Linked DNA regions of Mus musculus: all the other regions are linked to region 1. A link is a contact called in public ChIA-PET and HiChIP or PLAC-seq data. All regions are on one chromosome and are shown on one strand. Each heading gives the region's core, a stretch centred on a gene start, on an enhancer-like site or on the middle of the called end of the contact. The rest is flanking DNA. Distances are from core to core; before and after follow the strand shown.

Region 1 (4,765 bases), core at 537-3,036:
TGTCATTTGCTCCCATCACTCCCCCCACCCCCATCTCAAGTCTCAAAGGTCCAGTTCCTCTAAGTTCTTCCCTAAATTCCCCCTAGTGCAGCAAGCCAGGGGCTGCACCGCATCCATCTGCCCTTTGGGTTTTAACTTCCTTACTCAGACCCTCCAAAGAGTTTCAGAGGTCAACAAAGCAGCGTCTGGCCACACCGCTCCTTCTAGGGGTCCAGAGAAAGGGGTGCTTCAAGGCAGGCCCGCCTTCCTTCCCAGAACCGTCTGCTCTGACCCCACACTGCTTGCAGATGAACTGAGGACTGCAGGGACTTCTCTTTACAGTGAGGAGTAGAGGGCAGACACCGCCGCTCCCGCCCCCTCCCCCCCCACCCCCCAGGCTAGAGGCGAGAAGCTCTGGGGATCAGAAAAAGAAAGGAGGTGTTGGGGGGAACCCTTGAGGGCTATGGCTGCATTCTCCACCTGTGATTGGCTCTCAAGCCCAGACCAAAATCTAAACCTGCCCAGCAACAACCCTAAGAGGCCTCAAAAGGGAGGGGAAGTCAGCTGAGCTGTGGCCTCCACCCCAGCCCTGTTTCCAGGAACTGATGGGCGGGCTGGGAGGGCAGCCACCCCTCCCTTGCTCGGGGACTCTGTGTTCACTGCCTGCATCTGGAAGCTGACTCCTGGGCCCCATTTCTCTGGTCCCTACATCTTTGCCTGTCCTTCCAGGGTCACCTAAGAAGGAAGCACACCTGACCCTCTTCAGAGGCAGGGCATTCTTGTAGCCTCCTTGTGGAACCCCTGTCCTGGGCCAAAGTCAGGTTTTTTTCATGGTGTATTTGGGGAAAGGGTCTCACAAGTATAGCCCAGGCTAGCCTTGTGATCTTCCTGCCTCAGCCTCCCACGTGCTGGGATCACCCATGGCTTTATTTTTTAATTAAAAAAAAAAAAAAGAAATAAAAAGGAACAGATATGACTGCTCCTAGGTATGACGAAGGAGAAAGTTTACAGTAGATCAGAAGAACAAAGCCAGAGGCAGCCACATCTGGGAGAGTTCAGAGTGATCCTGACCTTGTGAGGAGAGGGGGGAGGGGAAGGGAGCAGAAACCAGGTCCAGCTACCAGTAGGCCAAAGGTACAAAAGGGGCAGGTAGCCAGGACGGTTGCTTATAAAGGGAGGGGCAGTCCAGTCCCGTGGGCTGGGAGACAGGGTGTGCCAGTCATACCCTTGTAACAGCGACTGAGGGATGCTGGGAGAACCTGTTGACTGTCAGGTCCACTTTGATATATTAAGCAGGCGCCTCAGCCGTTTGTCCGGGGTTAATTTTCCTTCCCCTCCTTTGTCACCCACTCAGTCCCCTTACACTGTGCTTGCTGTCATCTTCCTGCTCAGCCACATCCAGCGGGAGGACAGCCTAAGTCCCAAGGCAGGGAGCTTTGTACCCTTCTAATGTAGCAAAGGGTTTGCTACAGTGGAACAACTTTATTCTTAGGGGAACTTGGTATCCAAGGAGTGTAGCTGTGTTCAGAAAATAGTAGTAAAACTGTCTGCAGGCTTTTACTAATGGCCATACTCAGCCTGTCTGAAGAGGCACAGACAGAACAAGGCTGCCTCCAGCGGGGCATCGGCAGCAAGAAAGTCAGGCCTCAGAACCAACTGTAGGGGCCAGGGAAGAGGACCCTGGAGAAGGCTGTCCACTCCACCTTTAACAAGTTATTTACTTTGAAAGAAACACACAGGGAGAGGGAAGTGGTGGGGGAGGGAGGAGGCCTGGTGAGACATCTCTGTGGAATGTGTCTCTGGCAGGACATCTGGTCCTGCCTTGGCCCCTCCTCCCTCCTCCTGCAGTCACAGAGTCATGCGGGCCAAGCTCCTATGATTTTGCTGAGCAAAGAGAGGGGGCAAAGTTACCACCCCATGCACCCATGGAAAGCAGTAAGCAGGCATCTAGCAGGGAAGTGGGTAAAAGAGGAGGAGACAGGGCCAGAGCGAGAGAACCTGAAAAGCAACATGCATGCCCCACGCTCGTGCGCACACAAGCCAGCTTAGCCCTGCATTGAAAAGTTCTGCTGGATTCCTAGAGACAACAGGAAGAGCCTACCCAAAAGCCCACCACAGGCTCTCTGCTGGGATCCAAGCACCCATTACTGCTCCTAAACTGGGAAAAGTAGCGGCCTCTAGTGGCCAGTAAGCCATCTGCAGATCTGTAGTGGGACAGAATCTTAGGCCCTTGATCCAGACTGCCCCAGGTTTGAAGCTCACTCCACAGCCCATGAGGACCACATCTTCCTCCCATCCCTAAATGCCGCTCCTCTTCCCACACCACATCTGGCCTCACATTGCTCGGATGGTGGGGTCCCCATGAACATAACGAAGAGCATGTTTATGTCAAAACCAACTTTAATAAAAAATAAATTACTTCTGGGGTGGGCATCATTTTCAGTGTGAAGTGGCGACTGGGGCTAGGATGTCTTATGCTGACGTTTCTCTTTTTCACCCTCGACACAAGTGGTCCCTGCCCTGGAGAGGTGTGGTCCTTCCCCAGTAAGGTAGGGTAGCAGTGGCTGATCCCTGCCCCTGCTAATGAGGGAGGTAGGAATACAGAGACTAGATAAGGCAGGGATGGGAACAACAGGGTAATTTAGAAGATGTGGAGACGAGGATTGGGGCACAGACCTGGAACTTCTGGGGGACACACACTATGTAGCTCAGATTAGTGTGGAAATATAACCTTGCTCTCTCCCCCTTTCTCCCCAGCCCAGAAAAGCATGAGGGATACAGGCACCGCCCACTTCCTATTCTTTCTCAAGCTGCTTTTGTGGAAGTGATAAACATACACAGGACAGACCCCCAGGCAGGTCAGGTACACTTCTTGAGCTATCACACTGTAGGTCTCTCACCCTGGAGGATCCCTCTGGCAAGGCTGAGACCAGGTGAAAAGCCAGAGGGTACAGAGCGGGCTAGTCAGTGGGTGGCACAAGAAAACCACGAAGGCAGGGTCTCTGGGACCCGTTTCAAGCCGGTTCCAGCTGGGACTGCTCCAGGACATGGGCACAAGAGCGGCAGCAGGTAGTTGTGTAGTAGGGGTAGACGCAGAGCCGGGCCTGTACCACCAGGGGGCAGTGTGGAGAGCTGTCCTTGCATTGGTCATCTGAGGACAGAGGTCAATGGCACAAGACTGGACTGACATCATCCCCTCTGGGAGCGTGGTACCCAATCCCACCAGCTCTTCTCATATCTGCCCATAGTCCAACTCCATCCCCTCTACTGGGGTGGGTGGGACGCTCTTTACCTGGTCGCTGGTTGCAGGGTTGGCTGTTGCAGGGCCGCTTCCTGGAAGGTCTCAGGTGAGGAGGGCATCGGGAGCTGAGAGTCTGGTTGCCACTCAGGCACTGGACTTCCCTCGTCTGCATGCCTCCCTGGCAGGATCGAGAACACTGGGGAGACCACAGCCATCTGATCAGATGTCTAACGTTCTCAGGGCTGCTCCCCAGGCCACCCACTTCCTCTCTGAGAGACTGTGGTAGAACATTCTCCAGGAACATTATAAGACCCCAAATGGAGAGGGTCCCCCAGTCCTGCAAGTCTTTGGGAAGTGGGACAACACAAAAGGTCGACTGGGTTGTCCTGGGCCGAGAGAGGCTTGGCTGAGTGCAGGCCTCTTTGTTAGAGGCCCAAGGAGAGCAAGGCACGGGTGCCAGGCACTCACCGGACTCCAGAGAGTGGAGAACCATTTGTCCTCACAGGCCTGCCCCTGACAGGGCTGCAGGGCAGGCGGCCTGGGTAGGTGGGAACAGTTGCTGGGAGAAGTCACATTGAACTCGGCCCCCAGCTTGGACACACAGATAATGTCTCTGTGTTGTGTGCCAGACCCACACTCCGAGGAACACTGTAAGGGAGGGGAAGAGAGATCACTCTTAAGTTTAAAATGTGGGGCTTCGCCAGGACTGGTTTCCCTTCGGTCCCGCATCTCAGGGCCCCCAGCTGACCTCACTCCAGGGGCCTGTGAACCAGCGCCATGTCCTCTCACAGGGCCCTAAACTGCAGGCACGCATATCGGGAGGGCGGCTTCTGAGAGGGCAGCCCTGCTCAGTGCTTCCTGCTTCCGGGTCTCCCTGAAGGGTCTCCCCACTCCTAAGGCAGACCACAGCGCGTCTCTGGATTCCTGTCCCGCACTCGGCTGAGCACTGTTGGGAGGGAGAGTGACCTATGTGTTGGGAGGTGAGGAAGCCCTGGGGATACCAGCCTGGGAGAGGAGATAGACAGCTGGGTTCTAGTCTGTTCTTGAACTTGGTGTAAAGCTGAGATACTTAAATTTCTGACCCTCTTGCTTCTACCTCTTGGGTGCTGGGGTTAAGAGTGTGTGTCATACACCTGGTTTATGTGACACTGGGGAGCAAAAGTCGGGCCTCATGCATGCCAGCTTTGCAAACACCGCCAACTGAGCTACACCATATCTTACCTATTTATTTATTTATTTGTGTGAAACCTATTGTTTCTGTATGTACAATTCTTTTAAAGACAGGGTCTCTCTATGTAGCTCTAGTCATCCTGGAGCTGGCTGTGTGGACCAGTCTGGCCTCAGACTCAGAGAGATTCTCCTGTTTCTGCCTCCGTAGTAGTGAAATTAAAGGTGTGTGCTTGCGAGTCCAGCTTGTGTGTGAGTGCAGGGGCCCAAGGGCTGGTTCTCTTTTTCCACCATGGGATCCAGAGCCTCACTCAGATTGCCGGGCCTACCACACAAGGAGTTTCACCTACTGAGCCATCTGGCCAGTCCCCTGCTGCG
Region 2 (5,057 bases), core at 2,094-4,593, 410 kb after region 1:
GGAGTTACAGGCAATTTTGAGCCTCCAGGCGTGGGTGCTGGGAACTAAACTCGAATCCTTTGAAAGAATAGTAAATAACAGCTAATCTCCCTCTCCAGCCCCTATTTTAAACCTTTTAAAAGCAAAGGTCTCATACAGCTCACTATTTAGCTGTGGATGGCCTTGAGTCTCTGGTCCTCCTCCCTTTACCTTCCAAGTTCTATGACTATAGGAATGTGCCATGGAGCACAGCTAAATGTTTGCTGCTGCTGCTGCTACTATAACAATAATAACTAGTATTATTTATTAAAGCAAGGAGAATTGTTCCAGGTCTAAATGACTTTATGGATACATTATAGAAAACCTCTAAGAAAAAGATCTGTTTCTCTGGGACTGCAGCTCAGGTGGTAGAGTACTACTTTACATGCAGGGAGCCCTGGGTTGGGCCCTAGCACTGTATAGAACAGGGGTGGTGTCACAAACCTCCAACCCAGCACTTAGAGGGTGGAGGCAGGAGAGTGAGAGTTCAGATTAAATGTAGCCAGATGTTGTGCTGGAGGCTAGCTTGGGCTACATGAGACCCTATCCCAAAAAAGGAAAACAAGGGCTGGAGAGATAGCTCAGCAGTTAAGAGCACTGGCTGCTCTTCCTAGAGGTCCTGAGTTCAATTTCCAGCAACCACATGGTGGCTCACAACCATCTGTAATGGGGATCCGATGCCTTCTTTTGGTGTGTCTGAAGACAGAGACAGTGTACTCACATACGTGAAATAAGTAAATAAATCTGTTTTTAAAAAAGAAAAACAAAAAAGATAAATTCATTTGCTATGTATACATGTGTATAGCATAGAAAGCAATTAAACATTTGTATCTATTTAAGTTAAACTAACATTGAAAAGAAGGCATACAGGTATAGTATCAAAGAAAAGAAAACAAGTCAACTTCATTTATGAAGATTAATATTCTGCAATGGATAAAAGAACAACAGGCCCAAACTTATCTTTTGAACTATCACCAGCTCCCTAATATATCACAGCTATCAAGAAAAGTGCCGGGCACATGACAGGTGCACATATTTTTTTGAACTAATTGTTATTAATCAAGCAGGGTTAATCCCAGGTTATAAGTATAGTTGAAATTGGAGAATATGTTCACTGTAATGAGGGGAAAAAAAAAGAAAAAGAAAGAAAGAAAGAAACCAAGAATATATTGTAATGCAATTTTAAAAAGATGAAATTTAACTTCTGTCCCAATAAAAGTTACTGTAGCAGAATAAGGCCCTCTCCTCATCTCACTGAACCACTTATACAAAACTTTTCTTGTCAGGTATGGTAGTACATACTTTGGATCCCGACACGAGGAAGGCAGAGGCAGGTGGCTCTCCAGGAGTTTGAGGCCTGGCTGGTCTATATAGGAAGTTATTTCCAGGATAGCCAGGGATACATAGTGAGATCATCCTGTCTCAAAACACAACAACAACAACAACAACAACAACAACAACAACAACAACATCCCAAACAAACCAACCCAAAAAGCCCCAAACAAATCACAAAACAACAACAACCTCCTCCCACAAAACAATAACAAAAGCTTCCCTTTAAATTGTGTATGTATGTGTGCATGCACCCGCAAGTACCCACAGAGGCCAGAAGATGGTGCTGGATCCCCCTACAGCTAAAGCTACAGGCAGTTGTGACCTGCTTGAGGTGGGTTCTGGGAAAGAAACTCAGATGCTCTGGAATTATAGCATGTACTCCTAACCTCTGAGACACTTCTCCAGCCCTTCTTATTAAAAGCATTGTACTGACTAGTTTTGTGTCAACTTGACACAGCTGGAGTTACCACAGAGAAAGGAGCTTCAGTTGGGGAAATGCCTCCATGAGATCCAACTGTAAGGCATTTTCTCAATTAGTGATCAAGGGGGAGGTCCCCTTGTGGGTGGTGCCATCTCTGGACTGGCAGTCTTGGGTTCTATAAGAGAGCAGGCTGAGCAAGCCAGGAGAGGCAAGCCAGTAAAGAACATCCCTCCATGGCCTCTGCATCAGCTCCTGCTTCCTGACCTGCTTGAGTTCCAGTCCTGACTTCCTTTGGTGATGAACAGCAGCATGGAAGTATAAGCCGAATAAACCCTTTCCTCCCCAACTTGCTTCTTGGTCATGATGTTTGTGCAGGAATAGAGACCCTGAATAAGACAAGCATAAACGCTATATTTGATTTTGAGACATCAGAAGGCCAGGCAACAAGAGTGCCTGCTGTTATCGCTATTGGCCAGCAGTTCTGTGGAGGCTGCTCGAAGGAGACAAAGCAGAGACCATTTCAGTCACAGGAAGAGAAGGGTGTTATTACAACTGTCAGCTATGGATGTCAATGACTGTCCCATTTTTTTATAGTTAGCAATTTTTCTGCATTTTAATCTTTCATATCTCCATGATGATGATGATGATAAAACCAACAGTATGTTGAGGCCAGAATCTTCATGGTAAGGTATCCTGTGTTGAAACAGAGATTCATGGGGGCTTGAGAGCTAGCTCAGCAGTCAAGAGCACTGACTCATCTAGAGGACCTGGTTTGGTTCCTAGCATTCACATGGTGGCAATCAACCACCTCTAATTCCAGGTCCCCTCCCCTGACACCCTGCTCAGGCCTCTCTAGGTACCAAGCAATGTGAGGCACACATGTCCTTGCAGACAAAAACACTCTTCCATGTGCTCAAAAAAAAAAAAAATCTAAAAGCAAAAAAACAAAAACAAAAAAAGATGTAACCTACAGGAGGAGGCTCACAGAGACATGTGCTGATGAGCACTCTCAAGATGGGGTGTCAAACTGTTTTTTTCTCTTTTCTAAAGACTGATAGTTCAATGCTAGAGGACACTAAGTGTTCCAAATGTCCTTACTTTGCTGGGGTATCCATGACCCCCATCCTGTACTCGCCCTCTGCCCCTTAGTCGGATTCAAGTGCTTACTGTCTTCTTACACTTAGCTTATGTTGTTCATCAGAAAGTCTTTAAGTACTAGATGGCTATTAAGAGGGTGATGTATGAAGAAAGCTGCTTAAATTAATCATGCAATGAATTTCAGTGCTGCAAAGTGCGCTGACATCTTAAAAATCCATTATTAATTATAAAATTAAAAACTGCAACATCCAAAGTATGTTATTTTGGATAAACCAAGGCCTGCTAATATATTTATACTTTACCAGCACAACAACGCAAAAAGCAACTAAAAACTCAAGCACTTCTATTTTAGCGCTGGAAGAGAGATTTCTAGATTATTCTGCCAGAGTCTTATCTGCCAACCACCAGAGAGGAATGAGCTTGCTTCAAATGGGTTTGCAGAAATGACTTCCTTTTTAAAAGTAGCTCTGTCAGCTGGGAGCAACAGCAGAAAAAGGACAAACTTGCTGAATGAGGCTGTGCTGGAGTTGGCCAGAGGGCCCGTCACGGCTCTGTCATTGGCATTCCTGCTGCAGCCAGAGAAGCCTAAGCAAGCGGAAAATCTATAGTACTTTCATCTACATCTAGCTGAAAGTGCTTACGGGAGCGATTTTAAGTTCTGAGAGCGATAGGGTGCTGGTTCCGACCTCGGGAGAACACAATGGGTCCTGGGTCCTTTGTTTTTTGCACATTCTCTGGTGAGCGCTGTTGTCCTGGCCTAAGCTATGAATTGGTTACAGTGCCTTTTCGCTGTAGCCACACCCTTGTTAGGGCCATTCTATATGGATGCCTTTACAACAAACTAAAAGTGCTAAGCAAGGCACTGGAGGGAGGGCTCAGCTGTTAAACTTAAAACTTTGCTGCTCTCACAGAGGGCCCAGGTTTGGGTCTCCACCCACATAGCTGCTCACAACCATCTACGTCAGTACCAAGCGATCCAATGCCTTCTCCTGGGCTCCATGAGCACCGGGCACACATGTTATGCACATACATACAGGCAGACAAAATACTCAAAAAACCAAAGCATTAAATAAAAGTGCTAAACAAAAGAGAATTATTAGAGGTACCTAGATATGTGCTTTAATTTTAATTTGGGCTTGAATTTTGACTTTTATGTTTATTGTTATATACCTTCACACAATATTTTCCTCTTCCTCCCTTTTCTCTTTCCCTCCCTCCTTCCCTCCCTCCCTCCCTTCTTTTCTTTCATAGGGTCTCACTATTTTTCTTGGGCCACCCTCAAATTCACAATCACCCTGTTCCCGCCTCCTCAGGTATGGTTACAGTCATGCACTACCCACCATATCTGATGTTACGCGAATTTCTTGAACCCATCCGACCCTCAGTTCTGTTCAGTACAATACTGAATAATGCTGATCTTGTGAGGGTCACCGTGACAAGCAAAAGGTGACACCTAAAAGCAGTTAGACTCATGCTAACTCTGGGTTTTAATGACAGAGGTTAGCAGAGACCAAAAATATTCTGTCTCTTACTCTAATTACATACCACTAACAGTATCTTTGAAGCATAGGGAAACTTCAATAATCGTGGATGTCACTGAAGATCAGGGTTAAGATTCTGGGCTGGAGAAATAACTCCGTGGTTAAGAGCACTGGCTGCTCTTGCAGAAATCCTGGGTTCAGTTTTGGGTACTCACATGTCAACTTAAAACCAACTGTAACTCCAGTTTCAGGGGATTTAATCCCCTTTTCTGGACTCCTTGCTGCACCACACATACAGCATGTGATGTACAGACACACATGCAGGCAAGACACCCATACATAAAAAGACTTCTTCTGGAGCCACCAGCGGCCGCGGGTTCCTGGGTTCCTGAACGGAAAGCTCGGGCTGTGTGGGTAGACAGCAAGAGAAGAATGAGACCAAGACAAAGTTTCTGATTAACGACCAATGTTTACTATGAGCCTGAGCTTATAAAGGGGTGGGAACCCATCCCCCACTTTGCCAGGATCTCATCAGGAAAACAAGTTCAGCCTCTCAGCAGGTAGTGGAGTCTTGGAGGAAGCAGCAGATGTGGCAGGACAATGGACTTTACCCTGATAGGAAGATTCCACCCTAGGTGGGCTAGCGGCTGTGACGAACACAAGGTCTGAATCAGCCTCTCAAGGCTGGGTGGATGGGCACATTC
Region 3 (5,140 bases), core at 361-2,860, 460 kb before region 1:
CCTATACAACCCCATGGTTCTGAATGCTACAGAGGGGAACTGTTCTCCCTTACTGGATATGCATCCACATAAACTTCACATGAGCGTTTGTCTAGTGTGTATCCTAAGATTTTTCTAAATTCTCTTCCTAGTCCCTCTGTGCTAGGAGTTGAATCCAGGGCCACAGGCATGCTACATTCACACTTGCCTCTGAGCTATACTCCCAACCCTGCCTCCTAGGAATAGGAAGCCAATAAAATACAAAACAAGACCAGGAGACCTTTCTGGGTCAAGTAGCACAGGCTGGCCTTGAACACCTGGATCTTTCTCTCTCCTCTTCTCAAGCACTGAGTACTTAGTGTTCAGAACTTTCAATAAATATTTTAATAACCATGGAGTGCCTGAGCACTTGACAAAGCAGCCCATTACCAAAGAATAATAACTTTTGTTTATCATTTGGGTGTGGTGGTTTGTTCTTTGCAAAGCATGTACAAAAAACATGGCTCACCTCAGTAATTCCAACACTCCAGGGGCTAAGGTTAGAGAATCGCTGTGAGGCAGCCAATCCAAACTACATAGTAAGACCCAAATATTGGATTGGAAACTAGAGAAAATCCTTTATAGGAAGAGGGAGACAGCAGAATTCCTGGAGGAAATCTGTGACAAGAGGTGCACGCTAAGAAAGAAAGCAATTGAAGAATTCTCGGTCTGTACTTTTTTTTCTTTTTCTCCCCCCCCTCACCCCCCACACATTCCCACTGGGAGGCCAGCTGTACAAGCATCTGTGTTGAGAACTGGATATAAGTCCATGACTGCTCTTGTTCACATTATGAACTTACTAAAGTTTCACGTTATTACTGGACCTTGAAAAGTCCAGTTCCCACTTCCTCCCTAGTCACATATCCCTCAGTTTTTGACATCAGCACTCTGCCAAACTCAGGGGCGCCAACTTGCAAGTGGGAGCCCCAGTCTGTAGTGGCAGCCCGGACTCCTGCGCCACACCGCCCCCTCGTGGTCACCCCATGTGGCCTTGGCTTCCCGGAGTCCAGCTCCCCAGCCCCAGGTCTTCCACCCACCCCCTTCACCTCCCAGTCCCCTCCCCTTCCTCCCGACAGCATCCCCTTCCTCTTGGTCCCTCTCCCCCCCGCCGCCACCCCCGCTCCGGCAGTGTGCAGGCCGGCGCCCACAGGTCCTGGCCGGGCTGGGCCGGCCACTTATCACTGCCCCTTGCATCGCAGTTCGGAAGCTCCGGAACCCTGCGTGTCCTTTCCCCCTCACCTATTCCGGAGCGCTGCCGGCTTCGCTCTCACTGGGCCCGCCAGTTTGGTCCCGTTTCTTTCTCTAGTTAAGACTCCTTGCCAGCGGCCTCACTTTTCGGCCTTTTCACATATGCATATTTGGGGGGGCCCTTACCCCCCCTCACGGAGAAATGGAGGCAATAAAATGGCGGACCCGGAAGTGAAGGCGCTGTGACTATACGTCCTGGCGGAGGAATCTGAAGGAAATGGGTTAGCGGAGCCACTTTGCCCTTCTCTCAGGACCTCAACGCACCTCTGAGTCCGACTCCTTCCTACTGAGGACCTCGTGAGCTGGAAAAACGTATACCGCGGGCATCCTGAGCGGGACTACTTAGCGAGGCGCAGGATCACCGATTACGTGGCTTACGTGAGGGATAGTTCCGGCAGGGGACGGACGCAGATGGTAGTTTTGGCGCCAACCAGTGCAGCGCTCGGAGGAACTGGTTACTGGTGCGTGTTGGCGTCCGCACTCTACCTTCCTGCTGGTTCAACGCCGGGCTAACTTGAGGGTTGGGGGAGAATCTTGCTTCCGCTATTCGGGACCTTCTGGTTATGCACTCCTGTCTGACCGGACACTTTCCCAGTGTCCTGAATATAGGTCAGGAAAGAACCCCTGAACTTTTGGGGGGAAGACTAGAATAGGATGGGACATGAAATTGCATGTCTTTCATTTACCAGTCTATCTTGGTTTCTGTTCACCATTTTAACTGATATAAGGACCGAGAGAAAGCTCGGAGAAAACCTTTCAAAAATCAATAACAGGACGCTGGAGCAATGCCTTAGGAGACCCCAGTTCAATTCCCAGCACCCACATTGCAGCTTACAACTGCCTTTAACTCCAAGATCTGACACCCTCACACAAGCAAGCATACATTTAGGCAAAACACCAATGCACACTAAAAATTAAAATCAGTAATAATAACAAACACGCCTTTGATCACAGCAGGAGGCACAGGTCTCCTAATTTAATACCAAAGTGCTAGGCCCACCCTAGCAGAGTCCAGCAGAGTCAGGTGGATTTCTCTGAGTTCAAGGCCCGCCTCCGAAGAAAACCACACAAATTTAAAAGTTAATAATGGGCTGGGGGGCGTGGCTAATCTCTGAGCACTGGCTGCTTACAGGGGAACCCTAGCAGGGCCTTGTAGATGCTTGGCAAGCCCTTCTACCATTGAGCTATGTCCAAATCCTAAATTGTTCTTCAAAGTCAAATATTAGACAGACAGAAGGAAGCGCTGGAGAGATGACTCAGTGGTTAAGAGCACTGACTGCTCTTCCAGAGGTCCTGAGTTCAATCCCCACCAACCACATGTTGGCTCACTTGTAATGGGACCCAATGCCCTCTTCTGGTGTGTCTGAAGAGTGCAACAGTGTACTCATATATAGTATAGTAAATCTTTTTAAAATAAAAAGAAAAGCTTCACTTAAAAAAAAAAAGAAAGAAAAAAAGATAAAAGGGAAAGCTGGATTCGGAAGTGTGAGTAAAATCTGTAGTACTTCATTGGAATGGAAAAAACTAAGCCCCAGACTTAGGATTTAACGTCTTTATTCCATAAATGAATAAACAGCTCCGCAATTCATCTGCAATAGCTTTGGAAGGAATGGGGACGGGTAGGGTCTGAACATAACTGCTTACTTCACGGTCTTATGGCGGCCAAAGAACTGTGTCAGGAATCACTGATTCCTATCACATACTGCAACTACAGAAAGGCAAAGCTAAAATACTTAGGACCAAAACATCTGCCTGTTCCATGACAAAATCACAATTTTATATAAATTCCCCTAATAATACTCTGGTGTTTCTTTAGATCAGATACATCTTTTGTCTTTTAGGAATTATCCTCATAGTGAAGTTTCCCTGTGAAGACTCAAATCTGATTTTCTGAGCATTTCTACCCACAGCTGGAAGCAGAGCTGGATATTAAAGGAGCTACCTCTGAAACGGTGCGATGTTTTTCCTCATCCCACTCCTTTGTTTCCCACCTTTAACTGCCTGCGTGTTTCTGGGGAAGAGAATGCATTGTAAGCAGCAGCAGCATTTCTTATCTTAGCCTTTTAGAAATCCTGTTTTGTAGAAAGTGTCTCAAAACTTCCAGGTTCTCATTACTTCTTGAAGCAGTATTTGCTTACTGGCCTGGTAGAGGACATTAGGGAGGCTCAAGTAATCTTTGAAGTTGATTAAAATGTAACAAACAAACAAAATAATTGGTCTCCCATTTTGCACAACTGTACCTCTCTGTGGTGCCTCAAATAAGGGTGATTCTTTTCTGGGATTAGTTAATATTCTCCGGGCTGACGGGAGGAAATCCTATGATCTAGTACTCCATTGATTAAACCCTTGACTTTGTGCCTAGAGGGCTTTTGAGAGAAACGGAGTAGGCAGATAAATAAATAAATAAATAAATATAGATAGATAAATAAGTACGTACATACATACAAACCTACAATTCAATTGGCAGATTCATCAGCACCACCAGCACAATAGAGGGAAGAGAACAAGATTAAAGTGGAAGGCTTAGAGAGGAAGGGACTTAAGAGGGAAGATAATGAAGGTACGGGGTGGGAGAGAGATCTTGGCCTTAAAGCAAGTCCAGGTCGACAGAGTGGATGCTGGCAATAGGCGCTCTCCAGAAGTTGAAGGTGCTGTACTCAAGGAGGGGGTCACCTTCAGGGTTCTTCTGCTCCGTCCCAGATGCCTGCCCGTTCATTTTGCCAACGCTGCTGCTATCCTTGCTCTCGTAGGTAGGTGTATCTGACAGGCCCAGGCCTTCCAGCTCCGACAGATCCAGTTCTGGGATGGGCATCCTCCAGAAAAGAAAGGAGCTGTACTGGCTACTTACAGGGTCCCTCATGATCCCCTGAGGAAGAGCAAATCACGTGTTAGTCTCCACGATAGAGCAAGCTCCTTGCCCCGTGCTTTCCCTTGCTTAAGTTGTTCTTTTCTGTGTGCTCTAGTGAATCAGTCAGGTTTTCTAAGACGAATATCAAGAACTCTTTTGCTATTTACCACCAGGCTCCTACCTTCTCCCCACCTCTGGCTGACCAGACTGCCTACTGCACAAGGTTCTTCTTGGCTCTAATTTTAGCTCTAGTAATATACCTCAGGCCTTATGCACACTAGGCAGGAACTGAATCATGCCATCCCCTCTGGGTCTGATTTTTGAGGCTTTCCAAAGTCCGTCCCCATTCTTTATTTGTGTGTGGTATTGAGGGTTTGACAAGACGCTGGTGTGTGCTAGGTGAATGTTCTAACATTATACCCTCAGCCCTCTCTGTACCTTTACTAAGACAGGATAGTAACTGAGTTGCCTAGTTCAACCTGGAACCTGGAGTCTCCTGCCTCAGTCTCCTGAGTAACTGGGATTACAGGCCAGCTCCACTAGGTCTGCTTAATTAATTAACTGTGCTGAGAATCAAAGGCAGGACCGTACATGTGCTGGTCAAGGATCCTATACAGCCCCAGATCTAGATATATGGCCTCTTCAAGGCAGGTCAATAAGTTATGATGCTTCTGTAAAGGTCTTTTTTTTCCCTTCTTGCCTTCCTTTCTTTCTTTCTTTCTTTCTTTCTTTCTTCCTTTCTTTCTTTCTTTCTTTCTTTCTTTCTTTCTTTCTTTCTCTATTTATGTTTTTCGAGACAGGGTTTCTCTGTGTAGCCTTGGCTTTCCTGGAGCTCACACTGTAGACCAGGCTGGCCTTGAACTCAGAGATCCGCCTGCCTCTGCCTCCCGAGTGCTGGGATTAAAGGCGTGCGCCACCACTGCCCAGTGGCCCTTCTTGCCTTTAAACCTAACTACAAACTCACCTCTTCCAGGACATCACCCCCAAAAGCAGCTGAGCTCCATCCTCCCAGCTGGCTCCTACACA
Region 4 (4,960 bases), core at 1,187-3,686, 410 kb before region 1:
GAAAATGCAAGAAAAAGTAACCCCCACCCTAACTCTGACCCTGAGGTTGGGTTCTGAGTTCTCTCCCTAATACACAAATGCAAAACAGAAGGCCAAAGAAGACATGACCTTGGGTAAGTTACCACTTCTCAAGGCCACAATTATCAAGCCTATGAAAATAAAAGGATGGGGCTGGAGAGATGGCTCAGTGGTTAAGAGCACTGACTACTCTTCCAGAGGTCCCTAGTTCAAATCCCAGCAACCACATGGTGGCTTACAACCATCTGTAATGAGATCTGATGTCCTCTTCTGGGGTGTCTGAAGACAGCTACAGTGTACTTACATATAATAGATAAATATATTTTAAAAAAAAAAAAGAAAAGAAAGGGATGGTTTGTTTTTTTTTTTAAATACTGGATAAGCAAGCCGAGCGAGTGCCTTGACCATGGAAGCACACATTCTACAACTGAGCTGCACCCTAATGTTCTGAGAGAATGGTCCTTGCCCTCCATCTTAGCAATGACATGGAAGTCAACAAGCTATTTTAAGGAAAAGACCTAGGTAGACTTCAAGCTACAGGAAATAGGATCCAGGTTCCATTTCCAGCATCCACATGGTAGGGTAGCTCACAGCCATTTATAACTCTGGTCCCAGGGAATCTGATGCCCTCTTCTGGATTCTGAGGGCACCTGGCACACACTTGGAGCTTAGACATATATACAGGCAAAACACCCATACACATAAAGTAAAAGTAAATATGTTGCTGGGTATGGTGGCACAAGCCTTTAGTCCCAGCACTCCGGAAGCAGGGGCAGGTGGATCTCTATGAGTTTGAGCCCATCCTTATCTACAAAGAGAGTTCCAGGACAGCCAGGGATATTACACAGAGAGACCCTGTCTTGAAAAAACAAACAAACCAACAAAAAACTTTCTAATTGACCTGGGCTGGCAAAGATGTAGCTTATTTGGTATAATGCTTACCAGGCAGGCAAGAGACCTAGGAATTCCCAACACTGCATACACCATATGATGGTTTATGCCTATAAGCCTAGCATACAGGATGCAGAAGCAGAATTAAATATTCAGTGCTACCCTCAGCTGACTAGTGAGTTCAGTGTCAATGTGAAATAAATGAAAGCCTGTCTCAATTAAAAAAAAAAAACCTGGGAAAGATAAATTCTAGATCATTGGTATCCATAAGGAACCGCAATAATAAGCTATTTAAACATAACTTTATGGTTTTGCAAATTCCTTGTGGTGGCTTAAATGACCCCATTAGGCCCATATGTATGAATGCTTAGTTATCAAGGGAGTGGCACTATTTGAGAGGGATTGGAAGGTGTGGCCTTCCTTATTGGAGGAAGCATGATGTAGAACTAGAAGTGGGCTTTGAGGTTTCAAGGGTCCAAGGCAGGACCAGTGGCTCTCTCTTCCTGCTGCCTGTGGATCCAGATGTAGAACTCTTAGTTACTTCTCCAGCACCATGCCTGCCTGCATGGCACCATGCCCACTGCCATGATGACAGTGGACTGACCCTCTGCACCCGTAAAGCCAGCCCCAATTAAATGCTTTTTTTTCTCCTTTCTTTTGCTTTTTTGATTTGTTTTGTATTTCGAGACAGGGACTCCTCTGTGTAGCCCTGGCTGCCCTGGGACTCAGAGATCCACCTGTCTCTCCTGAGCGCTGGGATTAAAAGTGTGCGTCCCCTTCCCTGACGAATGCTTTCTTTTTAAAGAGTTGCCTTGGTCATAGTGTCTTTTCACAGCAATAGAAAGACATCCCCGAAACCAGTCTTACACGTCCCAGAGGGTAACACAGTACTCGACAAAGTTCGGGGATCTTTATCCTTTGTGCTGTGCACCGGTGCATGTGTACCTGCATAAGCACGTGTAGAGCTCAGAGGACAACCGCGGATGTCATTTCTCAGGCACCAGCATCCTGCTTGCCTGAAACTCAACAGGTAGGCTAGGCTGGCCAGCCACTGAGCCCCCAGACCTGCCTGTCTGCCTCCCTAGTGCTGGGATGAGAAGGCAGTGCCACCACATCTGACTTTGTTTATGTCATTCTAGGGGTCATACTCTGGACTTACAAACTGAGGCCTTTGTTGACTGAGCTAGCCCAGCCACTCTCCAACTTTGATTTTTTACTGAATTATTCACCTTGTTTTATATTGAATATTTGGCCTCTGTGTCATATGTGTACCATAGGTGTGCTTGGTGCCTGTGGAGGTCAAAAGAAGGCATTTTGATCCCCTGGAACTGGAAAAGTAAATTGTTAACTACCCTGTAGGTGTTGGGGAATAACTGAACCCTGGTCCTCTGAGTCATCTCTCCAGCCTCCCCACACTTCCCCCCCATCTGTTAATGAAACAAAATGACCCTTATCCTCTTGCCTCCTGCTTCCAACATCTGTCTGTCTGTCTGTCTGTCTATGAAACACAGTGGCCTTTATCCCACTTCCAAGGGCTTACACATGAGTCATCACCCACATGAGATTTCACTTCAGTTTAGCCAAGGCTAAACATTGGTAAGTGGCAGAGCTGGGCCTTGATCCAAATCTTTTCACTCCAAGGGACTGTTTCTCTATACTCACCTTTGTTAGGTAGAAGGCCAAGGCGAGAGCAGACACCATGGAGTCTAAGTCGCAGGCTTCATTTCCCAGCACGACATGTAGAGGCCTGGAATCCTGGAGGGGAGGGAGAACTGATAAACCATCTCTGTGTATTTCCGTTACTTCACTCAAGTGGGGCATCACATACATCTTCTCGCTGACCCTCAGAGATGATACCATGACAGGGATCAGCAGAGAGGGCCTAAGTTTTAAAGCTAGGCCTTAAGCAGCCATATACATCCCAAAGATGCATTTTCCCCTCCGCTCACCTGTGTCCCTGCATGCTAACTCTCAGAGGAACACTACGCCATTGTCAGACTGCTCATGCTTCTTCGGGCACTCGCTGTAAGCACAATCAGAACGCTCTGGAAATGGACAGTTAAGCCACGCCCTCCGGGGTTCCAGGCCTAAGCCACTCAGCACCCCGATTTTCAAACTACATGAATAATTTTTACATCCCTAAGTTATAATCTCTCACCAGCAAGAAGGTTCAGCGGATAAGGGTGTCTGCCTGATGACGCACGTTTGACCCCTGGGAGAGCTGTTCTCCAGACTCTCTGCCATGTGGTCCAGGGACCTGGACTTAGTGGCACCTTCACCCACACTCATTGCTTTATCTGCTACGCTAAGAAAGTAAACGCATAGCCCACAGCAAAAGAGCTGCTGCTGCTGTTGCTGCAACTTCTCTGGAGATTTGTGTTGGCTTGGCTTTAGAGAAGTTCTCACTCTGCAGCCCTGAGTGGCCTTGAATCCGTCGTCTGCCTCCGCCCCTCAGATGCTGGGATTACCTGAGAGGCATGAGCTGGCCTGTCATGTCCACTTATTTCAGTGAATTTGTGTGTGCATGCAAGTGTGTGCCTATGTAAGCACGGTGCCAGCCTCAGGTGTTGGTCCCCTCCTTCCTTCTTTTTGGGGGACGCATCTCTTGGTCACTCCAGCATGCCTACAAGTTCCCAGGGGTTCTGGCTTCCATCCTGCTTTGCTGTAGGTGCACTAAGATTACGGGTGCTTGTTGTACCAGCTGGTTTTACATGGCTTCTGGGGATCTGAACTTCTGTCCTTACACTTTCATGATAAGTACTTTATTTAGCCATCGTGCTGGCTCGTTTTATGCCAATTTGACACAAGCTACAGTCACTAGAGAGAAGGAGCCTCAATTAAGAAAATGCCTCCATAGGACTGGGCCGCACGCAGGCACGCCTGCAGGGGATTTTCTTTAACTGGTGGTTGATTTGGGAGGGTCCAGCCTACTGGCAGACTGGTGATCCTAGATTCTATAAGAAAGCCTGACCAGCCAGGCTGCCAGGGCAGAGGCACGAGCGCGGGAACGTTCCGGTTCAATCGTTTTTAAAAATATTTCCCACAACAGACCCGTGTTTCCTCACAGCAATAGGAACCTTAAGACGGCCATCTCCGCACAGGAACCTTTGTGTTTTGGTTTGAGATATGACCTCCCTACGACACTCGAGATCTACCGGCTTCTGTCCCCCTCCCCCCAGTGCTGGAATTAAAGGTGTGTGTGTGTGCCAGCACAGAGGGCATAGAACTTTTAAAAGTCCAGCTGCTGATAATGCCGAGGGAGACAGAACAACTGAGGCCATTACCCGAGTTCCCATTCATCTCCTGAGCGCCCACGATCCTCAAATGCATTTAGACTAAGGCATCTCTAAGAGCAGATGGGCTTTATTTTCACTCAGACATCATCCTACATACTTACACACCCACTAACTGACTGTTCAGCCTCTATAACAGCCAAATAGACAGGCACATACTTCAAGCACTACCGTGCTGGATGCAATGGCACATGCTGGTTAATCTCAGCACTTGGGAGTTGGAGGCAGGAGGATCAGAATTCAAGACCAGCCTCAGCTAAATACCAAGTTCCAGGACAGCACAGACTATCTGAGTTCCTGTCTAAAAAAAAGAAGAGAGTAGTTATAATCCTGACTTTAAAGCACTGGGGACTGCATGTGAGGAACTGCAGGCACTCTACTATTGATCCGAACGGGCCTTGACTCTTAGGTCTTCCTATTTCAGCTTTGCTAGCACTGGGGTTACCGTCATGTGCTGTCATGTCTAGTTTATGTATTGTTGCTGAGTGAACCCTGGGTTGTGCTTGCTAGGCAAGCACTCTATCAACTGACCTATACCGCCAGTCTTTAAACTAGCTTATTTAAAAAAAAAAAAAAAAAGGTGGGGGTGGGGTGGGGGTAGGCATGGTGGCACATGCCTTTCATCCCAGCACTTTGGGAGCCAGAGGCAGACCTGCCAGTTTGGGGGCAGCCTGATCTACATTTCAAGTTCCAGGTCAACCAAGGCTCACAGTGAAACCCTATCTCAAAAATATATAATGCCGGGCTGGTGAGATGGC
Region 5 (4,969 bases), core at 1,265-3,764, 360 kb after region 1:
GGGCCCCTCCACAACACCTGCTTCTTTAACCCAAAGCAAGTAAATGATTCAGGACTAGCAGGGGGCGCATATGTAAGGCGGACACATGCAACACCAAAAGACTCTTCACCCTGAAATGGCCAAGGGGGCAGCGATCAGCATCTCAGTGTGACCAGGAGCAGGTCTTGACACCCGCTTCTCAGTGACTGTCACCTAGTATCATTACATTCATTTGTTTGTTTGTGTGTGTGAAAGTGTGTGTGTGTGTGTGTGTGTGTGTGAGAGAGAGAGAGAGAGAGAGAGAGCGCGAGCTTGAGCGAGCGAGCACCCGAACCGTGGAGTGTATGTAGGTCAGAGGACAACTTCAGGACTTGGCTCCTTCACCGTGGAGATCCTGGAGCTGGAACTCGGGCCGCTAGGCTTGGCGGTAAGCACCATTACCTGCTGAGCATCTTTGCTGCCTCCTCTAGTTTTTGTCTTTTTTTTATTTTTTTATTTTTATTGTTATATAACAAATTACCAGAAAGTTGGTAGAATAATAAGACTGCATATTTGTATGCTAGAAATAAAGAAATCGTCAGAGTTTGGAGAAAATTTTTGTTAACTCCTCTCAGAAAGGACATAAATAAATTGAAATCTTCCTTTAGTAAATGGTTAGCTTTGGTCTTGAGTCTGGTGGAAGGCAAAGTCTTACACAGGTTGTTACAGTCTCAAAAACCTGCTTTTGGGGTGCATGCCTGTGCTGTGTGTTCTCAACAGTGGACATAGGAGTATTTCATTCAGACTAAGTATGGACTTCAGTTCTTTTGAGTGTGGAGAATAACCCTGAGCCCACGCCTGGAGGCAGGCAGAGTGCCCCTAAGTTATTTCTCAGCTCCTTCCCCTTAAAGCCCTCTTCTGCCCACATGTTTAAAAACTGAAACAGGGTCTAAGTCATCCAGGCTTTGGCCTTGAACTCACTCTCTAGCTTCAGCAGGCCTTGAATTTGCCATCCTACTGTTTCAGTTGCTGCACTACCTAGGAGTTCAGCCTGCAATGCCAGACCAAGCTTGAACTCTGATAATTAAGACTGGACAGTTTGTAACACGTAAAGACACACAGTCTGTAGATCTGTAGTTTCTGTAGGTCCCAAGTTCATGCATAGATTAGATCTCAGTTCACTGCTCACAGATTTACCAACTGAGAATCAGGCTAAGTCCAGGACCCCATCTTAAGCATAAGTCAGTTGGCAGAATTCAGATGTTTTTACAATCACAGGACTTCGGAACCCAGCTCTTAGTAGTGCCCACTGTCCCTACATGGCAGGTTGTTTCTCTAAGGCCAAGATCTGGATGTCTTGGGCACTTCCAGTTTCTCTGGCTTGTTCTGTGATCCTAGTTTTTATTTCTAATCTTTGTTACCTTACCTGTCTCTGAGTGTGCTGGGGCCTAAATAAGGATAGAGGTTTTCCTTAAGCCTTCCTTTGATGAGATGATCCAGGGTCTCATGCAGGAAAGGCTGGTGCTGTGTATACACATTTTCCACTCCCTAAAATATGGAAATGGTTCTCATGTTATTTGGGGAAGCTAGCAATATGACAGTAATGATACATCAGAAAAGGAACATATACTCAATGGAAGCCTTATGGGATAGAATCAAACTGGAACTGGATAGAAATCAAACAGACCCCAACAGGACATTTGTGTCTGTGTGTAAGTAAAGGTGTGGATGTGTGTGCACGCACATGGACGTCAGAGGTCAGCACTGGCTGCTCTCCTCAGTGCCTCTTCACCATCATCTCCGAGACAGGCTCTATTCTTGAACCCAGAGCTCTCAGGTTTGGTTAGACTGGCTGGCCAGAGAGCTTGAGGGGGTCCCCTCCCCCTTCTATGCACACACTTCAGCACTGTGGGGTACAGTTACACACCACTGTATTTGACTTTTATGTATTTGATGGGGATCTAAACTCCAGTTTGAGCAGCAATCACTTCACTGAGTGAACCATCTCCCCAGTCTAGAACTTTAGAATATGTAAAAATTATTTTAATTAGACAGAATTGTTCCAATCTTACAAAAGTACTAATTTTTTAAAAAAGTACTAAATTAAGGCTAGTTATTTTCAATATGGCTTCAATAAACTTTTCAAGGAATTTAAAAATCTGGAATCTTTTATCTTGTCTGAATCTCATTCTTTGTGAAACAAAAAGAAAGGCCTGTAGCAGAGTTGGTAAGCCATAGGGTAGAAGAACACCAGGAAACTCATGGAAAGCTAAGAACAGGCCAGGGGCCAGAGAAGCGGTGCCGCTGGTACAGTGCCCCCCACCCCACGAACACGGGGGGGCCGTCAGAAAAGCTTCCTACCAAGTAAAAAGCTGGCCTACGAGAGCCCCGTGAAGGCACTGTCAGCCTGGCAGACTCTAGAATTACCTGGTCCATGGACTTCTAGGCATGCCTGTAAGGAATTGCCTTGATTATGTTACCTCACATGGAAAGACCATCTTAACTGTGGCCAAGACTTCACTAGTGAGTGGAGAAAGTGAGCCACACTTATTGTTGTCCTCTGTCTGTGTGACTGACTTCCCAGCAACGGATGGTTGTGCTTTCTCTTGAATTTCCTTCAAAGAGAAGCTTGTGGGCTTGAGGTGCAGCTCAGTTGGCAGACTTTGTTTATCATGCATAGACCCTTGAATTCTATTCCCAGCACAGCATAAACTTGCTGTAGTGGTGTATACCCAGAACTTGGGAGCTGGACAAATTCAAGGTCATCCTTGGCTACATAGTGAGTTTGAAACCAGCCTGCCCTACATGAGACTCCTCAAAAACAAAACCAACCAACCAACCAAAAAACAGAAAAACCACAAACCACCAACACACACACACACACACACACACACACACACACAGAGAGAGAGAGAGAGAGAGAGAGAGAGAGAGAGAGAGTGAGCGCAAGCACTAGCTTAATACAGTTTAAATTACAAACACGGGAAAAAGAGCTGTGACTGGCAGAACTGTGCACACTTCCTGGAAGTGACCCGTCACTGCATCAGTCCCGCTCGGCTCCCTGGCAGTGCAGGCACACTACAGCACAGAGGCAGCGTTTCAAGAAATTGTCCTTTGTGGATTCACTGGGCGGACATAGCTCTACAATTCAGAATATACTGTTAGAATCATATCAGCCACACTCAGACTAAAGCTATACCTTCAGTCCTTTGAGAAACTGCTTGGTAATAGCCACAGCATCTTTGGGACTGAAGAGGTCACTTCCTCTAACCCGTTTACCACCATATTCAACAACTGCCGACACAAGCTATAAAAGAAAAAAAGAAGAAACAACTTTTTATTGCTTAGGTATCAGGAAGCTCATTTCATAAAAAATAACTTTATTAGGGCAATGAAGACACGAGAGGACGGAACTGTGCACCTTGTAAATAAACAGTATATGATGTATTTTTTGTTGGGGCTGAGACTATAACAGACGTGGCTTCTGTGGTTTGGGCTTACTATATAAATTTGGGATTGGGTTTTGTGCTATGCTGTGAGTGAGTGTTCTCTGAGCCAAGCAACTGCCATTAGGGAGCTCAGCTGTGCCCTTGCTAAAGACTCCTCTCTGCGGGCCTCTGTGACTGCGTGTGCCCCACCCACCAGATTATCCAGCTGCTCCTAACCACCTGTTGTATGCAACTCTGCCTTAATGGCATATGGCTTCAGGAAGGGGACACAGGGAGGGGGAACTAGAGAAGGGGAACACTATCTCTGCAGGATTGGGGGGGGCACGCATCCCTGCTGGGTAAAGGCTTTCCCAGGGAGAGGAGCACCCACACCCCTCACCTGTGCTTTGTCAGGAACTCCAATAAACTGTGGCAGAACCATGACTGGTTTTGTTCTTGGGATCATAGGAGGAGGGGGTAGACATTGCCTAAATCTCCCCCTGGGAAAGAATTTTAGCAACAGAGTAAGCACATGGCAGTAATCGTAGCATCTGGGAGGCTGAGTCAGGAGGACCTAAGGGTGAGGTTTCCCTAGGGCTGCAGAGTGAGACCATCTCTAGTACAATAAAATACACATAAGCACACTCATCAGGTTACCTTCCGATACTTCTCAGCAACACCTTTACTCCTGAGGTCCACTATGAGTCCTGGCAGGCTGTTGCTGCTGTGGCGCTCGTAATGTAGAGCATAAAGCATCACCAGGCGAACTGCATCAAATTCTGTGACTTTCGGATTCTGCAGGAGTCTCTTCACATTCTGAAGAAAGACAGAACCAATGTTAGTGCTTTCACTTGAATGGCCTCCTGTGTAAGAGTGGTAGAGACACAGCTCAGCGGACACACACGCCATCATGTTTCAACTACAGAATGGCAATTGCTTCTTATTTAGTGGAAGGACTAAATAATTCCCCATGTAATAGCCGTAGGAAAGATGGAGTCAGCCACCGTTTCTCTTGCCTTTCCCAAGTCATCTCCTTGGTGGCATAAGGAGTGCAGACTACTTCAACTTCAGTCAGTACAGAGCACAGAAATGACCAGTTTCTGGTTAAAGACGTCTTTCTTTTAGTGTTGCTCATCCCATTGTATCCAAATAGACATGACCTGGCAGAGTTACACAGGCCGGATTTAATCCCCAAGAAACACCAGAGGTCACAACACATCTCAAGATGGCTGAGAGAAACAAGTGTATGTGACAGCATGCAATCTCTAAATGGGAGAACTTCGGATCTAAGAGGCAGATGCTGGAAGCAAAGGGACAGGCCAAGTCATGCCTGGACTCTCTCAGCCTCACATTAAGGGCCTTCTTGCATGGCACATATATATATTTATTATTTATTATATTAAATAATATAATAACTATTATATTAAATAACATAATAATTATTATATCCTGTATTTATTATATAGCAGAGCACATAATTTAAGCCAAGAACACATTTTAGGCCCCGGAAGGCATCACGCCAGGCACTGTCGGGAAAATGCTGATGTCTGAGTCAACCTCTGTCTTCACTGAGGGATGTCTTC
Region 6 (4,950 bases), core at 1,360-3,859, 280 kb after region 1:
GTATCTCTAATAAAAATACATTTATTTAGAGACAGGTTCTCGTGAAGCCCTGGCTGGCCTGGAAGTCAGCAGATCACTTGTTTCTGCCTCCAGTGTGCTTCAATAAGGCTGCAGTGCCCAGCCCTGGTAAAATACGTTACAAAGACTTACTGACTGACTTTTAACTTAAGAGTATGTGTGAGCCTTCAGATCCCTTGGAACAAAGATTTTTTGGCTGTGTAAGCTGGTAACTCACCTGAGCCTCTGTAAGAGCAGCAAGTGCTCCTAACTGCAGAGCCACCTTCAGCTCAAGTTCAAGTTGTTCAAGTCTTAGGGCTTCTTAACCTGCTAAGACCCTATAGTAGGGTAACCGTGACTAAGAAAGACGAAGGAAAGTATGTATTTCAGTTAAGTTCTTGAATATTTCCCTGTGTGTGTGTGTGTGTGTGTGTGTGTGTGAGAGAGAGAGAGAGAGAGAGAGAGAGAGCATCATTTGGATGCCTCCTTAGAGAAATGTGCATCCACCATTAAATACATAGACTGTAAGAGGGCCATAATCTCAACCCTACGCACTGCCTATGACTGACTTCCTGGGCAGGGTCACTCCACAGGGCGGAGTGGGTTCTCCACCCAGAGAAAAGAGCATACAATCTTTGATAGCGACATATGATCGGTGTTGGCTTTTACAAACTTCACACTAGAGAACATGAAATCGAGGTTTTGTTTTGTTTTAAGCAAAAACAACCCTCAATGTTAATAAGGTTGGGATTTTATATTAGGGCACACGCTTAGCTACTTTTGGAAGCACCACGCCCATGCAGAGAGCTGTCAGGATTATTAGAATGAATAAAGACCTGTAAATGAAACTGCTTTAAAAGTTTTTTTTTGGGGGGGGGCGTGGTGGCACACCCCTTTAATCCCAGCACTGGGGAGGCAGAGGCAGGCAGATTTCTGAGTCCGAGGCCAGCCTGGTCTACAAAGTGAGTTCCAGGACAGCCAGGGCTACACAGAGAAGCCCTGTCTTGAAAAAACAAAACAAAACAAAACAAAAAACAACAACAACAACAAACGTTTTGTGAGGTAGGATCTTAGTCTAGCCTAGGCTAACCTCAAACAGTTTTGCTTTACCAGAGTGCTGGTATTACATGGCCGAGGAGCCAATGGACACCGTCCCACCTGCGGGCAAGCCACTATCCCACCAACCCCCCCCCCCCTTTTCTGAGAATATTGAGTTAAATCCATCTTTGCAGCTCTGAGAATTATTTGTAGATTAGATTATTTTTCTGGATAAGATTAACAATGAGAATTTTAAAAAATTCGAATTCCAAGTGATTTTACAGATTTTTTATTAGATATTTTCTTTATATACATTTCAAATGCTATCCCGAAAGTTCCCTATACCCTCACCCCGCCCTGCTTCCCTACCCACCCACTTCCAATTCTTGGCCCTGACATTCCCCTGTACTGGGGCATATAAAGTTTGCAATACCAAGGGGCCTCTCTTCCCAGTGTTGGCCGACTAAGCCATCTTCTGCTACATATGCAGCTAGAGACACGAGCTCTGGGGATACTGGTTAGTTCATATTGTTGTTCCACCTATTGTTGCAGACCCCTTCAGCTCCTTGGGTGCTTTCTCTAGCTTCTCTATTGGGGGCACTCACTGATAAGTGGATATTAGCCCAGAAACATAGGACACCCAAGATACAATTTGCAAAACACAAGAAAATCAAGAAGAGGGAAGACCAATGGGTGGATACTTCACTCTTCCTTAGAGTAGGGAACAAAATACCCATGAAAGGAGTTACAGAGACAAAGTTTGGAGCTAAGATGAAAGGATGGACTATCCAGAGACTACCCCACCAGGGGATCCATCCCATAATCAGCCACCAAACCCAGGCACTATTGCATATGCCAGCAAGATTTTGCTGAAGGGACCCTGGTATAGCTGTATGAGGCTATGCCAGTGCCTGGCAAATACAGAAGTGGATGTTCACAGTCATCTATAAGATTTTACAGATTTTATTTTGTAATAAAGCTGTATATATCGGAATATGGGGTTCCCGGGCTGCAGTTCGCAGGAGGTGCTGCGCTAGACGCCAACTTTTAAGGAGACTCTTCTAAGGTCGCGTTTCCCACCGCGATCCCCGGGTCGAGCCAGCGTGCTGCCACGTATCGGGTCTTGATAGGCTTGAACAGGTCATGCCATTTATCTAAATGCTTTTGGAAGTCAGTCCTCTGCCGCAGTCCCTGGGCATATCCCGAGCTTCCAATCTTTATTTTCCGTTTTCTAATTGCTGCTACTACAGCAGAGCGCCCTGCTGGGGTCCGCCAAGAACAGGACTTAGGACAGAACTGCAAATCGAGCACTCGTTCCGGAGCTAGCGAAGGCGGATGTGACGTCAGATCGACTACGTCGGATGCACCTGCCAGGCCTGGGCTCCTGGGAGTGAGACACGGTTGCCCCAGGGGCTAAGGGACAGACTCGACCTGACCGAATCCCATCACAAGGACGCCTTTCTAAACTCCACTGGGCCGCAGCTCTGGTCACGAGGCTCGGCCTCACTCCACCACCCCCCCAACCCCCGCCCCATCCCTTGTCAGAGCTCCCGTGCATGCGCAGTCGCGCCGGAAGCACGGCTCTGGAGTTTCCGCATCACGGACCTCAGGGATCCTCTACGCTGTTCATTGTCCTTCGGGTCTCGCAACGTTTGCCTAATGATTCCCAATTTCAGTGTTGCATCATTCTAAAGCCTGATGTTGAAGACTATCGCCCAACCCTGGTTAGCCAGTAATCGGAAACAGCAACGTTATGTGTCTTCTAAAGAAATGAGGGCTAGTTTTGTTTTGTTGTTTTTGGTTTTTTTTCGAGACAGGGTTTCTCTGTGTAGCCCTGGCTGTCCTGAAACTCACTCTGTAGACCAGGCTGGCCTCGAACTCAGAAATCCGCCTGCCTCTGCCTCCCAAGTGCTAGGATTAAAGGCGTGCGCCACCACTGCCCGGTGAGGGCTAGTTTTTTTGTTTGTTTGTTTGTTTTAATTTAGATTTTATGTGTATGAATGTCTTGTGTGTGTGTGTGTGTGTGTGTGTATCACTCGTGTGCCTGGTGCCCTCGGAGGTATCAGATGCTTGGGAGCCTCTGGGGATTGGTCCTCTGTAAGAGCAGCCAGTGCTGGAACTCACGCTGTAGACCAGGCTAGCCTCGAACTCAGAAATCCGCCTGCCTCTGCCTCCTGAGTGCTGGGATTAAAGGCGTGCGCCACCACTGTCCAGCTTGTTTGTACACATTTTTCACTGACCTTGTCCTCAGGAGCTAACCCTCCTATCTATCCATCCCCTTTCCCTACTCCTGGAACTGCTGCTAATTGATAAAACTTAAAACTACATCAGTCAAGTTGAGCAGGTGCTGGGAGAAAGCACTGAAGAAAACCGACTCCGAGACTACACATAAAACAGGAAGACAGCAGGGCTTGGTGGCGCACGCCTTTAATCCCAGCACTTGGGAGGCAGAGGTAGGCGATTTTCTGAGTTCGAGGCCAGCCTGGTCTACAAAGTAAGTTCCAGGACAGAGAAATCCTGCTTCGAAAAAACAAACAAACAAAAAACACGAAGGCTCTTTCTTTACCGAACGAGTGATTCCAACAGAGAGACTTTGTAAAGGTCCATTACAGAGAGAGTTAGGACTTATTTTTCCGTCTTTTAGTCAATCACAGCTGAAGGTAGTTTGTCAAAAGTATCAAAGTAAAATCATCCTTAAATCCTTTTTATTAGAACCAACGAACCACTTTAGAATGTTTGCATCAGTTTGTTTTGTACAGTAGAAGTTTCTTTGGAGGTCTGAGAAACATGGAAAAGGTCTTGGACTGCAGGCCATCCTAGGCCACATAGCCAGTCCTATCCTCAAACAGACAAGGATGGAGCAGAGTGTAGCACAAAGCTAGTGGTTTGGTCCCTGCTATTTGAAGAAGGAGAGGTGGTAAAACACTTGGATTTTTGCCCACTTTGTGACATTGTATCTCTGTATCCTTGGCTGTTCTGGAATTCAATCTGTAGACCAGGCTGGCCTGGAACTGGGATAGCCACTTGCCTCCCCAGGTGCTGAGATAAAGGTGTGCACCATTGCTGCAAGTTTTTAAATGTCTCTTTTCTATTGACTAACACCTCACTATTGGTGGATAAAGGAGATGATCTGTGGTGCCTGCCAGTTTACAGGGGGAGAATGGGCCGTCACCGGTACCCAGTCACTTCCTCCAAACTACATACGTATATGGTCTGTTCCTATAGCTTATTTCTGTAGCTCTTGTTTTTCATAACCCAGACTTCAAAATGCTATATGAGAGGCACAACAGATGAATTCTGTTCTTGGTGAGCAGGATTCAAAAGCTGAGACAGACCTCTGTTATCTTTTCAGTGAGTTTGATCATAAACACTAATTAGTGTATCCTTTTCTTAAGTTAGGCTTCAGTGCACTGGCCCCAGGATTCAAGGAAGGCAACAGCAGTGGGGGTGGGGTAGTCACAGCTGTCACTCTAATTTGCTTTCCTTTTAGTCTTTGTGTGTTCAGTCTTTGGGAGTCATTTGTGGTTCACAGATTAAAAAATGCCAAATTATGCACAGATCCAGCTATTGTTAAAGGCATCTTGTTTAACAAACATGGATACCTGTGCTTGAGGCACCTGCACAGTAGACAGCAAAGTGAATAATTCATGACTCCAGCCTTGCCAAACAAAGTCTGAGCAGACCCTTTGTGCCAGAGAGAAAGAGCAAGCAGGGAAATGGCTGCACTGACAGCTTGGACCCAGGAGGCTGACAGGACGCTAGAACTTCATTTGCTCATTTCAGGGAAGGTCTGATCGTCTGTTTTGCACCTCACCATGTTCCTGCAATGCCCACCCACTGTGACTCATGGGATGTGCTGGGGAGAGTTACTGGGGTCTACACCTGTGTGTTGATGTACTCATTTGTAGGGAGGTT

Evidence for each region. ChIA-PET counts read pairs in DNA pulled down with a chosen protein or histone mark. HiChIP or PLAC-seq counts read pairs in DNA pulled down with a chosen protein or histone mark.
Region 2: an H3K27ac HiChIP or PLAC-seq map of microglia shows a contact between it and region 1, with 4 times the contacts expected there. The contact joins two enhancer-like sites. A contact is called at or near these places in 2 of 39 promoter capture datasets (hematopoietic stem and progenitor cells and liver) and 2 of 115 datasets of contacts at active chromatin or transcription factors (microglia and pancreatic cancer cells).
Region 3: a FOXA1 HiChIP or PLAC-seq map of pancreatic cancer cells shows a contact between it and region 1. The contact joins the promoter of Gabpb2 here to the enhancer-like site in region 1. A contact is called at or near these places in 2 of 39 promoter capture datasets (liver and neural stem cells), 2 of 484 Hi-C or Micro-C datasets (CD4 T cells and embryonic stem cells) and 3 of 115 datasets of contacts at active chromatin or transcription factors (craniofacial prominence, effector CD8 T cells and pancreatic cancer cells).
Region 4: a contact with region 1 is called in a FOXA1 HiChIP or PLAC-seq map of pancreatic cancer cells. The contact joins two enhancer-like sites. A contact is called at or near these places in 2 of 115 datasets of contacts at active chromatin or transcription factors (extraembryonic endoderm stem cells and pancreatic cancer cells).
Region 5: a contact with region 1 is called in an RNA polymerase II ChIA-PET map of memory CD8 T cells, with 170 read pairs. The contact joins two enhancer-like sites. A contact is called at or near these places in 1 of 39 promoter capture datasets (liver), 1 of 484 Hi-C or Micro-C datasets (the G1E-ER4 cell line) and 1 of 115 datasets of contacts at active chromatin or transcription factors (memory CD8 T cells).
Region 6: a contact with region 1 is called in an RNA polymerase II ChIA-PET map of memory CD8 T cells, with 306 read pairs. The contact joins two enhancer-like sites. A contact is called at or near these places in 1 of 484 Hi-C or Micro-C datasets (embryonic stem cells), 2 of 115 datasets of contacts at active chromatin or transcription factors (memory CD8 T cells and microglia) and 1 of 9 other capture datasets (adipose tissue).

Annotation. Positions count from the first base shown.
Region 1 is chr3:95,673,840-95,678,604 of GRCm38.p6, forward strand. It overlaps Adamtsl4 (ADAMTS-like 4), which reads right to left. Exons shown (of 18, transcript NM_144899.3): 15 at 3,969-4,166; 16 at 3,689-3,868; 17 at 3,272-3,416; 18 at 2,362-3,130. The coding sequence ends at 2,994. It overlaps Gm52627 (a long non-coding RNA gene), which reads left to right. Exons shown (of 2, transcript XR_003954671.1): 2 at 1-2,403. Among named protein-coding and RNA genes, the nearest start is that of Gm52627, 4.0 kb to the left of the region's middle. Within about 2 kb of position 1,787, at least 274 of the 459 cell types and tissues checked have an H3K27ac peak or open chromatin away from gene starts, as enhancers often do. A contact at or near this core is called in adipose tissue, embryonic stem cells, liver and 4 more, where this site is marked.
Region 2 is chr3:96,079,573-96,084,629 of GRCm38.p6, forward strand. No RefSeq gene overlaps it. Among named protein-coding and RNA genes, the nearest start is that of Gm30044, 22 kb to the right of the region's middle. Within about 2 kb of position 3,344, at least 17 of the 459 cell types and tissues checked have an H3K27ac peak or open chromatin away from gene starts, as enhancers often do. A contact at or near this core is called in microglia, where this site is marked.
Region 3 is chr3:95,216,332-95,221,471 of GRCm38.p6, forward strand. Gabpb2 (GA repeat binding protein, beta 2) reads right to left here and starts at 1,611. Exons shown (of 10, transcript NM_029885.1): 1 at 1,258-1,611. It overlaps Mllt11 (myeloid/lymphoid or mixed-lineage leukemia; translocated to, 11), which reads right to left. Exons shown (of 2, transcript NM_019914.4): 2 at 2,213-4,132. The coding sequence starts at 4,126. The coding sequence ends at 3,854. It overlaps Gm16740 (predicted gene, 16740), which reads left to right and starts at 1,126. Exons shown (of 4, transcript NR_108026.1): 1 at 1,126-1,727; 2 at 3,108-3,218.
Region 4 is chr3:95,265,660-95,270,619 of GRCm38.p6, forward strand. It overlaps Prune1 (prune exopolyphosphatase), which reads right to left. Exons shown (of 8, transcript NM_173347.2): 2 at 2,572-2,664. Among named protein-coding and RNA genes, the nearest start is that of Prune1, 14 kb to the right of the region's middle. Within about 2 kb of position 2,437, at least 32 of the 459 cell types and tissues checked have an H3K27ac peak or open chromatin away from gene starts, as enhancers often do. A contact at or near this core is called in pancreatic cancer cells, where this site is marked.
Region 5 is chr3:96,029,622-96,034,590 of GRCm38.p6, forward strand. Vps45 (vacuolar protein sorting 45) reads right to left here. Exons shown (of 15, transcript NM_013841.3): 11 at 4,044-4,202; 12 at 3,158-3,265; 13 at 1,385-1,506. Among named protein-coding and RNA genes, the nearest start is that of Vps45, 26 kb to the right of the region's middle. Within about 2 kb of position 2,515, at least 81 of the 459 cell types and tissues checked have an H3K27ac peak or open chromatin away from gene starts, as enhancers often do. A contact at or near this core is called in memory CD8 T cells, where this site is marked.
Region 6 is chr3:95,948,697-95,953,646 of GRCm38.p6, forward strand. No RefSeq gene overlaps it. Among named protein-coding and RNA genes, the nearest start is that of Anp32e, 22 kb to the left of the region's middle. Within about 2 kb of position 2,610, at least 443 of the 459 cell types and tissues checked have an H3K27ac peak or open chromatin away from gene starts, as enhancers often do. A contact at or near this core is called in adipose tissue, embryonic stem cells, memory CD8 T cells and 1 more, where this site is marked.